2 separate regions of the Mus musculus genome follow, and region 1 is linked to region 2. Evidence: chromatin contacts called from public HiChIP or PLAC-seq data. All regions are on one chromosome and are shown on one strand. The core of a region is the stretch at or near the end of the contact, and the rest is flanking DNA. Distances in the headings are between cores, read along the strand shown. Region 1 has its middle 26 kb from the start of Gm24981. Region 2 holds the start of Ebf2 (early B cell factor 2).

The links. HiChIP or PLAC-seq counts read pairs in DNA pulled down with a chosen protein or histone mark.
Region 1: a contact with region 2 is called in an H3K4me3 HiChIP or PLAC-seq map of embryonic hindbrain, with 4 times the contacts expected there. The contact joins the enhancer-like site here to the promoter of Ebf2 in region 2. A contact is called at or near these places in 6 of 39 promoter capture datasets (the 3T3-L1 cell line, cranial neural crest, hippocampal neurons and 2 more), 7 of 484 Hi-C or Micro-C datasets (embryonic stem cells, nephron progenitors and stem cell-derived germline stem cell-like cells), 12 of 115 datasets of contacts at active chromatin or transcription factors (astrocytes, craniofacial prominence, embryonic basal ganglia and 7 more) and 2 of 9 other capture datasets (adipose tissue and embryonic stem cells).

The regions. Positions count from the first base shown.
Region 1 is chr14:67,537,856-67,543,312 of GRCm38.p6, reverse strand. No RefSeq gene overlaps it. Among named protein-coding and RNA genes, the nearest start is that of Gm24981, 26 kb to the left of the region's middle. Within about 2 kb of position 3,407, at least 9 of the 459 cell types and tissues checked have an H3K27ac peak or open chromatin away from gene starts, as enhancers often do.
Region 2 is chr14:67,233,265-67,238,279 of GRCm38.p6, reverse strand. Ebf2 (early B cell factor 2) reads right to left here and starts at 3,636. Exons shown (of 16, transcript NM_001360202.1): 1 at 3,015-3,636; 2 at 675-831. The coding sequence starts at 3,145.

The DNA of each region.
Region 1 (5,457 bases), core at 2,158-4,657, 310 kb before region 2:
GTAAACGTGATTCAAGGGCCCTGGCTCTACCCCAACCTGGGAGCTGGACTGTGAGATATCTTCCAAGAGAAGCTACAAGTAGCCCAGCTGAGAGGCAGGAGCAAGATGGAGGGGCAGAGGCATCTAAGCCCTTTGACTTGGAGTCTGCCTTGATGGATTGGTCTTGTTTAGGTTCAGTATTTATTTCCTCACTGTGTCCCATTCCCTCCTTTTGGTGTGGTAATGAATATTCTGTGCCATTGTACACTGGAAGTATATAGTCTGCATTTTGATTTTATAAGGGATTGCAGTTAAGAGGTTGTCTTGAGTCACAGAAGGAAATTTTGGCTTTAATGTTGAGACAGTGAAAGACTTGGGAACTTTTGAAGTTGGACAAAGTCCATTTTACAGTATGATATGGCTGTGAGACTATAAGGGTTAGGAAGTGAAATGTAGTGGTTTCAATGAGATTTGTACCATAATCTTGGGCATCTGAAAACTTTGCCTCCAGTTGGTGATAGTATGTGGGTAGGTTTAGGAAGTATGTCCTTGCTGGGGAAAACATGTCACTTGGAACAGATTTTGAGAATCAAAAGCCATGTGCTGTTTCTAGTGCATAATCTCTGCTTCCTGCTTGTGGTTTGAGATGTGAGCTCTCAGCTACTGTTCCAGCTTCTTACCATCTTCTGCCTTCGCTCTGAAAGTATGGACTTTCATCCCTCTAGGACCATAAGCCAGATGACCATAAGCCCTGTCTTCTATAAGTTGCCTTTGTCATGTTGTTTTATCATAGCAATAGAAAAGCAACTAAGACGTTAACTTAGGTGAAGTGACCCTGGTTAGAACTGGAGGTCAGTCGAGTCTGCATCCAAGCTGGTGTAGCTGTCGAGAGCCTCTGCAAAGTCCTGGGAATCATACTGATGGTTGGGTAAGACAGACAAAGGGAGCCTACCGCCCTGATCGTCCTCAATGAAGAGTTTACTTGATGGGGTCCCCTCCCTATCCAGTCCTTCCATCTTGCACCCTGACACTTGTAGCACTTTTCCTTGCAGACAGTTGTCTGACCCTAAAAGAAGGCATTCAGAGTTTTAACATTTCTCGAGTTTTATTTCTATACAGTTTGAATTCTTTTAAAAATATTCTACTTTTATTACAGTGTGTATATGTGTGTGCGCGCGCATGTGTGTGCACGCATACATAATAATGTTTACCATGGAGCACACGTGGAGGTCATGGGACAACTTTCATAAATAGGTTCTTTCTTTTAACCATGTGGGTCTTGGGAACCGAACTCAGGTAGTCAGACTTGGTGGCAAGCACCTTTACTGGCTAAGCCATTTCACCAGCCCGATTTGTGCATATTTCCATTGTTTTTGTCCATATCTATAAATATCTATTCTATCATTTATTTAATTTTAATAAATGGAGAAATTTCATTAACATCTCCTTAAGTTTTAAACCAAGCTGTAATTACCCATGAAATCATACATCATAGTTTTTTCTAAAATAGACACAGTCACTATGCAGCCAACACTTCTTATAGGCGTTCTTCCACGAGCTACCTGAACTTGTCCCGGGTACCACCGGTAGAGCGTGAAGCACATTTGGGGTGCTCTGGAAGCTGAGGGGAGGATGGGCATTCTCCAAGCCAGGGGGTATTGCTTGGAGCAGTGTCTGTTTTTACAGCTCCAGCCCCATGGGTGGCCTCCATCTTGGTTTAGGCACAGGCTCAGCACAACCATCTGCTCTGAGCGAGCAGCCTTTTGTGGTAAGCTGAAGGGGGATCAGCCTGGCTGATTGGCTGGAGCTGTGCCCAGAATACCCAGATGTACATTTGCCCCAAAAGAGGGGGCACAGCTGGGGTCCACTGTCTCCCCAGAGGTTTGGGTTTGTTGGTGAGGCTCAGCCCTGCCTCCCACTCTCCTTCCTATAGCCCACTCTGCTGGCTTGGCAAAGGAGGGAAGGCCCACAGCAGCCCCAGGAGCTCCCTTACCGCCGGCTGCCTGCCATTTGCTGCCACTGGGGACATGAGATTGCTTCCATGGAAACAGAACCGGGGATTGTTTTTCCAGAAATGTCTCAATCTAATATGTGTGAGGAGGCTGGTGTGTGTGTGTGTGTGTGTGTGTGTGTGTGTCTGTCTGTCTGTCTGTCTGTCTGTCTGTCTGTCTGTCTGTGTGCCTGTGTCTATATGTCTATGGTTCTGTGATTCCAGTCACTGAAGGGGACCAGAGAGTATTCAGAATAGGATTTTCACAGAACCCTCATTTTCCTCAATGTCCTAGGAGTTGATTATTTCAGGTGAGTACTGGACATTATGGAGGCTGGGTCTCATTAAGAGACCGTGTTAGAAAACAGTCATCGTTATATATGGTTAGTGTATGCAGAAATACTTTAATTCTGCCTTGACCTATACCACCAATCAGTTCTCCCACAAGCCCTGATGTGGGACTCCAGTGACCAGCTTAAGTCTCTTTTCTGGATTCTTTTGCCTGTTTCAGTCAGAGCCTCATGGTCTCCAAAACAAACAAAACAAAACAAAACAAACAAACAAAAAAAAAAACAACACACACACAATGTGTGAACCCCTGTTTTTATTTCAACATGCAAATATAAGTCTTAGAACTCACCTCTGAAATGGGACAACAGGAGTCAGGAGTCTTAGCAGAAAAAAAGCCAGAGAAGAAAATGCCTTGGAGGTGAGCATGGAGCTGATTAATGCGGCTTCTTTGACTCAGCTGATCCCTGGAAGCGAGAGGAGAGAAGGAAAGAAATCGGACCTTGATTCTGGACCACCTTACAACATGGGTGTACGGATGCTAAGACAACATTCATGTGCCCCGTGGCCTTCTGTTCTAGTCAACACTTCATCTAGAACAACGGTCTAATAGAATGTTCTGGAGTGTAAGCAATTCATAGCAGGTTTTCTCCTTGAAGACGGACTCTCTCTCTCTCTCTCTCTCTCTCTCTCTCTCTCTCTCTCTCTCTCCTTTTCTAGAGGGAAGAGGGGGTAGACTAGAGAGGTCTTACCTACCTTCCTCTCTATCCAACCAGGAAAAGAGATGTGGAACTTAAACACAGAGGGCTGTGACTTCTGGCCCCGTTTCTTTCTTCTTCGCTATTGAGACACTGGGTTTGGTTTGGGCAGATGTGCAGGTGAGTCATGGTGCCTCAGGGGTCCACAACAGGCAGCAAAAGAAACAACTCCAGTTAATTAGAAGGAAATGCCTAGGAGCTTTCTCAAGAAAGCCTTTGGTGAATATAAGCCGTAGCCATGATCTAATCGAACATGGTGAAAGGCTCAGCCTAGGGCTCCTTATCGCACAATAAAAGACTGGAGCCTTTGGTGAATATAAGCCATAGCCATGATCTAATCGAACATGGTTGGTGAAAGGCTCAGCCTAGGGCTCCTTATTGCACACTAAGAGACTGGAGCCTTTGGTGAATATAAGCCATAGCCATGATCTAATCGAACATGGTTGGTGAAAGGCTCAGCCTAGGGCTCCTTATTGCACACTAAGAGACTGGAGCCTTTGGTGAATATAAGCCATAGCCATGATCTAATTGAACATGGTTGGTGAAAGGCTCAGCCTAGGGCTCCTTATCGCACACTAAGAGAATGGAGCCAGGTACTAGGCCTTCTGGGGAGGGCAGATGTCTCAGCAATGTGCCAAGCTAGTGTAGATACCTTGTAATCGTCCGTCCAAGGCAAACGAGAAAGTGACTGTTGAGTGACTGGGTATTACAAGTTCTTTAAAAAGATACTCTAGAGTTAGAAATACTTTCAGAATTGAAAAGATTTTAAACCATGGGTCTTCAGAGCCAACTTTTTCTTTTTTCATTTAAGATCATCATAATATTGTTAGGTTTCAAACCAGGACAAATGGCTAAGGCTGGGGTGCCTCTTTAACACATCAAAGCAGATGCTGGCCACCAGGATCTCTTGGTACCTCAGTCTCTACCTGTTACAGGGCTCTCATGACTGGCATACTCTGCCCCCTTCACTGAACTTCTCCAGCCCTGGAAGACAGACTTCTCTTCCCTATATAATATAACCATTTTAGTTACCTGCTCTCTTTGAACCTTTGGGGCTCCCGGCTGCTGCATCTGGCTCCCTCTCTCCCTCCTCCCTTCCCTTCCTCCTGTCTCCCCACATAGCACAGATCAGTCTGGTCACATCCACTCTGGACTCTCCCAGGTGTCCCTGCCTCTAACCGTGCTCTCCCTTTTATCTACAATAAACCCCCTCCTACAGCATAACCAGGAGCAGTCGTGTTTTCCTTTTCGTCTTAGTTTTTCATCCAAACACCACTTTAAAAATAGGAATACGTGGTCTTGATGCAGCCAACTGGTCTGCTCCCTCCTCTTCTCCCTGATTTTGTACTTTTTGGCCTCGCTGCCCTCTGCTGCTGGAGCAGCCTTCCCACTCCCTATGCCTTTCCAATCACACTGACTCAACACTGGCTTTCATCACTTACGGCGCCTGAGCCTTCTTCTGACTGTAACTTCCCTTAGTGCCCTGGCCTTCTACCCATCTGATGCTTGACACTCGCCGTAGTAAGCCTGGTGTTCTATCTGCACATGTTGCTTTCCTGACTTGATTTTAAATCGAAGTTCTGTCTCACAGGCTTTGTTTGTTTGTTTTGTGTTTTGCTTCAGCTCCATGTTTAAGTGGGCACTTTACAAGGAGCAGAGCTCGATTTGATTTTTGGAATTGAGCAAGCAGTTGCTGGAAAACATTCTCTCCTTGAGAAGAAAGGTGATGCTCCAGTTTGTCTTCAAGTACCGTGAAGACTAGAGGAAGTGCTCCTGTAGAGCACTAAACCCTGTAGTGACTCTGTGTGTGTGTGTGTGTGTGTGTGTGTGTGTGTGTGTGTGTGTGTGTGTGTGTGTGTGTGTGTGATTGTGTAGATGCATGTGTGCATTTGTGAGTGTAGAGGCCAGGGGTCAGCCACGTGTCAACCTCATTCTGTCCCCTTGGCACTGTCCACTCTTTTTTGAGACAGGGTCTCTCACTGGCCTGAAGCTTGTATAGTATTCTAGACAGGCTGCCCCACGTATTACAGGGCCCTGCCTGTCTCCATCTTTCCGGTGCTGGGATTACCAGCATAAGCTACCATGCCCAGCTTTTGTTTTGGGTTCTGGGGCTCTAACTCAGGTTCTGATGCTTGCAAGGCAGGCACTTTACCAACTGAGCCATCTCCCAGGCCCCTACAGCAGGCCTTAATAAACGTTATTCCTTTCTCTTGTCATTTCTGTTCTGGAGTCATACTGACTTATAACAACTCACAGATGGATCATTTGTTAACTCTTACGGGAGAAAAAAAAATGGCATCCCTGCCTTCATTTTACTGTGGTTTTGGGGAAATGCAGGAGGTCTGTGTTGTGTTTCCCAGTCCCTATGCATTGAATTTCCTGCCTCTTCAGAGCTGCAGCACTTGCTGGTTTTAATCTCTATCTACCCCCACCCCAAACTTA
Region 2 (5,015 bases), core at 2,387-4,886:
TACAAAAAAGGGTAAGCCTGCCTGTCCTTTAGAAAGGGCAATATTAGTCGCCTTTGGGGAGGGGTGGGGAACAAACTGGGAATGACCACTTCCAGTGTTCAGGGGCTTGGCAACTAGCCACCCCAGGTTTCCCTTTCTTTGCACAGCCAATGGGCCCAGCATATATTGGTTTAGGAAAACAACCCTTCGTTTAGGATTAAACATAGCTTTCAAATTAGGGTTTGAGTTCAAGGAAGGTGCTCAGTCGCTGGGAGAGTAAGCGAGCCATAAAAGGCTGGCCCCAAGTTCCCACATAAAACGGAATCCAACCAACTACACCCCTGCCCTCTTTCCCGCTGCCAGAGAGAAAATAATAGTAATAATAATTTTAAGAAAAACTGGAGACTGGCAGCGACAGCGTTGGGTATACTTTTAAAACTAGGTCTAAAAAACTTTTTTCTGCGAGGTCAGTCGATGCACTGCCGCTACTACTGACCCCAAGGCTAGGGCGCACAGCCGAAAACGCCTGGTTCAGAGTTGGGGCCCATTGAGGTGCAGGGAAAATCTACTGAGTTAGAAGCTAAGGGTGAGACACCTCAATTTATCATTCCTGATGCTAGCGGGAGAGTGTCGCAAGTGACAGATGGAATCCTCAGTGCCGGCTTAGGGGGGGAGGGTTTAAGGGGTCCGCTTACTTTGTCATTCTCCACAAAGTCCACGAAGGCTGTGCGCTCAATCTCCACCGGCTGTCCCTGCCTGTCGTAGAGCGCCAGGACAAAATGAAAGAAGTTGGATTTCCTCAAGTTTGAAGGAGGTTGCTTTTCAAAATGGGCCCGGGACAGAGCAACTCCGCTGCACAGGAAGTGTTGGGAGAGAGAAACAGGACAAGGGGGAAAGACAGAAAGACTGGGTGTTAGGCAGTGACTAACATGCCCAAACACATTGCAGAAGGGCCAAGGGACTCAAGACCAGAAACCTTCTGGGTCTTTTCCACACTCTCTCAGAGGGGTTGCAATAGGCACCTTGCTTCCGCCACCCCGTTATACAGCCACCCAGAATCCTGTCACCAGACGGCTTTTAGTAGAATAGAAAGACCAGGGCTGCCGGCGAAGTCTTAAGAAGCGCTGCTAAACCCCAGGTGCCTGCCCGCAAAACTCAAAGCTGTGACTCAGATGTAAGGGGATAGGGTTCTTTTGCATTTGAACAAGTGACCCCTTTTAACTCCTGGCTAGTGAATTTTTGGATCACAGACTACAGGATAGGAAGCCTGTGGAGTCCAAGCCTCTGTCCTCAAGGTTTGCCTTACTCTACCGAAATTTGCATCCAGGACAGTGTCACTGCAAAATCCCCTACAGTCATTGCTGGGGATAACGGGCCAGGGTTGAGGACTCACTGCTGAGGACCTTCGCCCCCAAGAACCGCTCCACGTGTCAAAGCCAGAAGAAGCCAGAATGTTAAGAGACAGCAGCGCCCCGGCCAGAGACTCGGGCGATCCGCGCTCGAGTGTTTTCTCAAATTCCCTGACTCTGTATAGCTGGACCCAGAGCTTGCCAGAGCCTTGGATGCGTCCACAGGACCTCCCTATATGCCTGTCTCTGATAGTGCCACATTTGACTGAAAACCTTGTGGAGCCGGCGAATTGACAGATGGTGAGGGCAGCCTGGTGGCCCTGAGGTCTTCTGGATTCTTGTGCTGGGCATGGTCTCAGTCACTTTTTTGAAAGTGTATAATTTTCGCTAGACCACCACAGACTGCTGTTTCGAACTTTAATAAAGTACATTTTATTTCGGACGGGAAGACTGGAGGGAAATGTTATTAAGCCCCCGCTAAGGAGCGGATCTGCGGAACTGTCTTGGTTCCCTCGGCTTGTCACCGCCGGAGCGAACCCCTAGACCGCTTTCGAGAGCCAAGGCCTCTGCGAAGTACCATCTGCTTCGGGGACAACTGAGCATTCGGCTTCGGAGGAGTGGCAATCGGGTACCGCAGCTGCCACTTCAGGCATCCGGCTTGCGGCCTTTGCTGCCACTCCTTGAAGGGTGGCAGCCAGTTCGCTCTACCCGGGACACCTGGAGATGTGGCCTATCTGCAAAAGGGGTCATTTCTCAACGTGAAGTCCGGAGATTTAAGGAGGTTGGCGCAGAACGCAGAGCGCAGAGGAAGAGTCGAGAGTCCTGGAAGAAATTTGTGGGTGTCTGGAGAGGGTAAAGGAGCTGGCTCTTGTAGTCTGGACACGAGGGCCATGAATCTCAGTTCAGTAGCGACAGTGAGAAGCGGGACTGGAATGTCTTCGTGGGATGGAACCCTAGACAAATTTTAACCATCCGTAAACGCGAAGATTTGGAAACAAAATCAACTTGAGGAACCCGCAAAACTGGAGGGTGCTCTTCTCTGCGGCTCCATTTTCTCCTCTTCCCCGACTACTCCTGTGCTTCGGTCCATCCTCGGCCTCTTCGGTTTGTCTGTCCCACTCTCCCTCACCCAGGACTCGCTTGCATGTCCCCTTTCCTAGAGCTCCCGGCCGCCTTGCTTTCCTTGCAGCCCCTCAGGCCTCTCCGGATCCTCTCGCCGCCGCCACCATCTGGCCGCTGGGCTCCCCGAGTCTCCAAGCCATCCTGAATGATGCTGGAGGAGAGGCGCTCGCAGGAAGCGTGGGGGAACCTAGGAGTGACCGGAAAGCCGGCTCTGCCGCTGCGCCGGCTGCCAGCTCGGATCTTCACGCGCCACTCCGCTAGAGTCCAAGAGTAAACGCCACGATGTGAGCTTGAACGCTACTTTTAATAAATTTTTTTTGTCCTCAAAGAACGGACTGTGGGGAGAAACACCCGTGACCTCGGTAGTTCAGAAACTACAGTGTCGACTGCGGGAAAAGGGTTCCCCTAGTCGCAGCGACCTGCCCGCCCAGGGAGAGCCCCAGTGCGCACAGCCAGGGAGGAGAGACAAGGACAGAGAGAAAGAGAGGGAGCAAAGGGAAGAGATATTCGGGGAGACAGACACAACCAGAGACTTTCAGAGCACAACGGCTCCAGTCTCATTACCTCTGAGCCGCGACATTGGCGTCCACCACGCCGACATTCCGGACCCAGGACCTGACCGAATCCATCTCGGCACCCAGCGACTTGTCTTTCAGAGCTGGTCCTCTTCCTAGCGTATCTTGAATCCCAAACATTTAAAAAGTCTGGTCCTCTACTGTCGCCTTAAAAGTGACTTTACAACAACACCGTCCTCACTCTCCAATGCTGCCAGCAAATGGTGTTCTCCAAAAGCAATCCGAGAAAGGCGGCAAGGGCCGAAGTTTGGGGGCCCTCTTGGAAAGAAATAGCCAGCCCGTTCCTCCACGCACAATGCAAAGTTTGCGTTTTTTATCCTCGGTGGCTTCAGATCTGCCGCCTCGGGGCTTCCACTCTAGGTCGCCCGCATCCTTCCAGCTGCAGAACGTTCTCCAGAAAGTGGCCACAATTTGGAAGCATCACCTGTTCTGGGAAAAACAGGAGGAGATAGATAGCTGCCTGATCTCTCCCCTTCCTCCTTGTTCCCCCCTCCCTGCTCCTCCCCACCGTTCCGATATAGGAAAAAAAAAAAAAATCCCCAACAGGATCAGTTGTAAGAGGAAGGGGAAGACCCGGAGCGGGGAGGAGGCGGTGGCTGAGAGCGCCGCAGAGCCGGGCTGCTGCAGCGCGCGGGCCCCATGAATGGTTACTACAACCCAGGCCGCGGGAGGCGGAGCCGAGGCCCGATAAGGAGCCTCATTTGCATGGACGCCCGGGATTGGCCGGCTCTGGGCAAGCTGGGCGGACGTCCTCCCGCGGCGTTAGCCAAGCTTTGCTTTGCCCGAAGTCCGGGAGGTGAAAGGCTACAGCAAGCCACAAGCACCGAGTCCCGACCAGAGTCCCGAGTGTTTGGCCTGAGTGGGAAAGGGGGTCCCCAAATCCTGCACCAAAACAGAGTAGCAGGACTCTGAGAGTTAGGATCATGATGGTTCTTTCCGATCGCGGGAGCAGGAAGCCAGCGCGGATTTGCCTCTAGATGCAGGTTTTTTGTCGCCTGCGGGAGACCCTACAGATTCATTCCCGGGGTTTGGACCTGTGACCACCTGTATTTATGCTTTTCGCAAACACTACCCTCAGGGCATCCGTCTTTCTGAACCGGTCTACCAAGTCTCAGAGAGTTCCAGGGAAGCAATCATTTCGTGCGAAGGCCACAAGTGTTAGAAGGAGAGGCGAGATGAAGGAAGGAGAGAGCGGAGTGTGGACGAATGAGGCTCAAGTGCAGTTTAAATAAATATACTGTGAAGGGAAATGGTGAAGGAGTTAAGGAAAACAGCCCCGGGAGGGCGGGAGTACGCACCTTTGCAGATAGGAGAGGTTGCTGACAGCTTGGCTGGCTGAGAACTGCGGGATGAAGTTTCGAATCCTCCCCCCTTTTAAAATCTCCCTCCCCAATCCCTGAAGGCCGGGGAACCCTGCGTTAGAGACACGAGGCGTCTGTGAAGAAGTCCTGGAAACTTTGTCCGCCGAGCGCTGTGGTCGCGAAGGTTGGTGGTCGGGAAGCCGAGGCTCCACAAAATAGCTGAAACCCTAGACGGCTGGAGGTGCCTATTAAAAAAAAATCCTCCTGGCTGGGTGTTATTTTCTTGCTTCTCTTTTTGTATTCTGATCTGCGCGTAGATCTGCTGTTGAAATCTAGAACGCCAGCGCGAAAACAGATTTGAAGACAATGAATGCAAATCTGTGCTCAAAGACCATCTGCCGTGGAGCAGACAATCAGCTGCGCCGCGGTTCGAGCGACTGCACCCGAGCCTCTCAGCATCATTACAGTCGGGAGTCTTTCCTCCCGGCTCAGGGCTCAGGTTTGAGTGTCAATTGACTCCTGACCGGACCCCCTAGCTGTAGGTGAGCGCTCACAGACGAGCTGCGAGAGTTCGCCGCTAGAGGACACAGCGCCTGGGGTGCACGTTTGCCCGGCGAGCGAAAAGGAAGCTTGCGCTTTCAGAGACTGCTTGAGTCTCCATTGAAGGGGACCTGAGCACGTCACTTCAC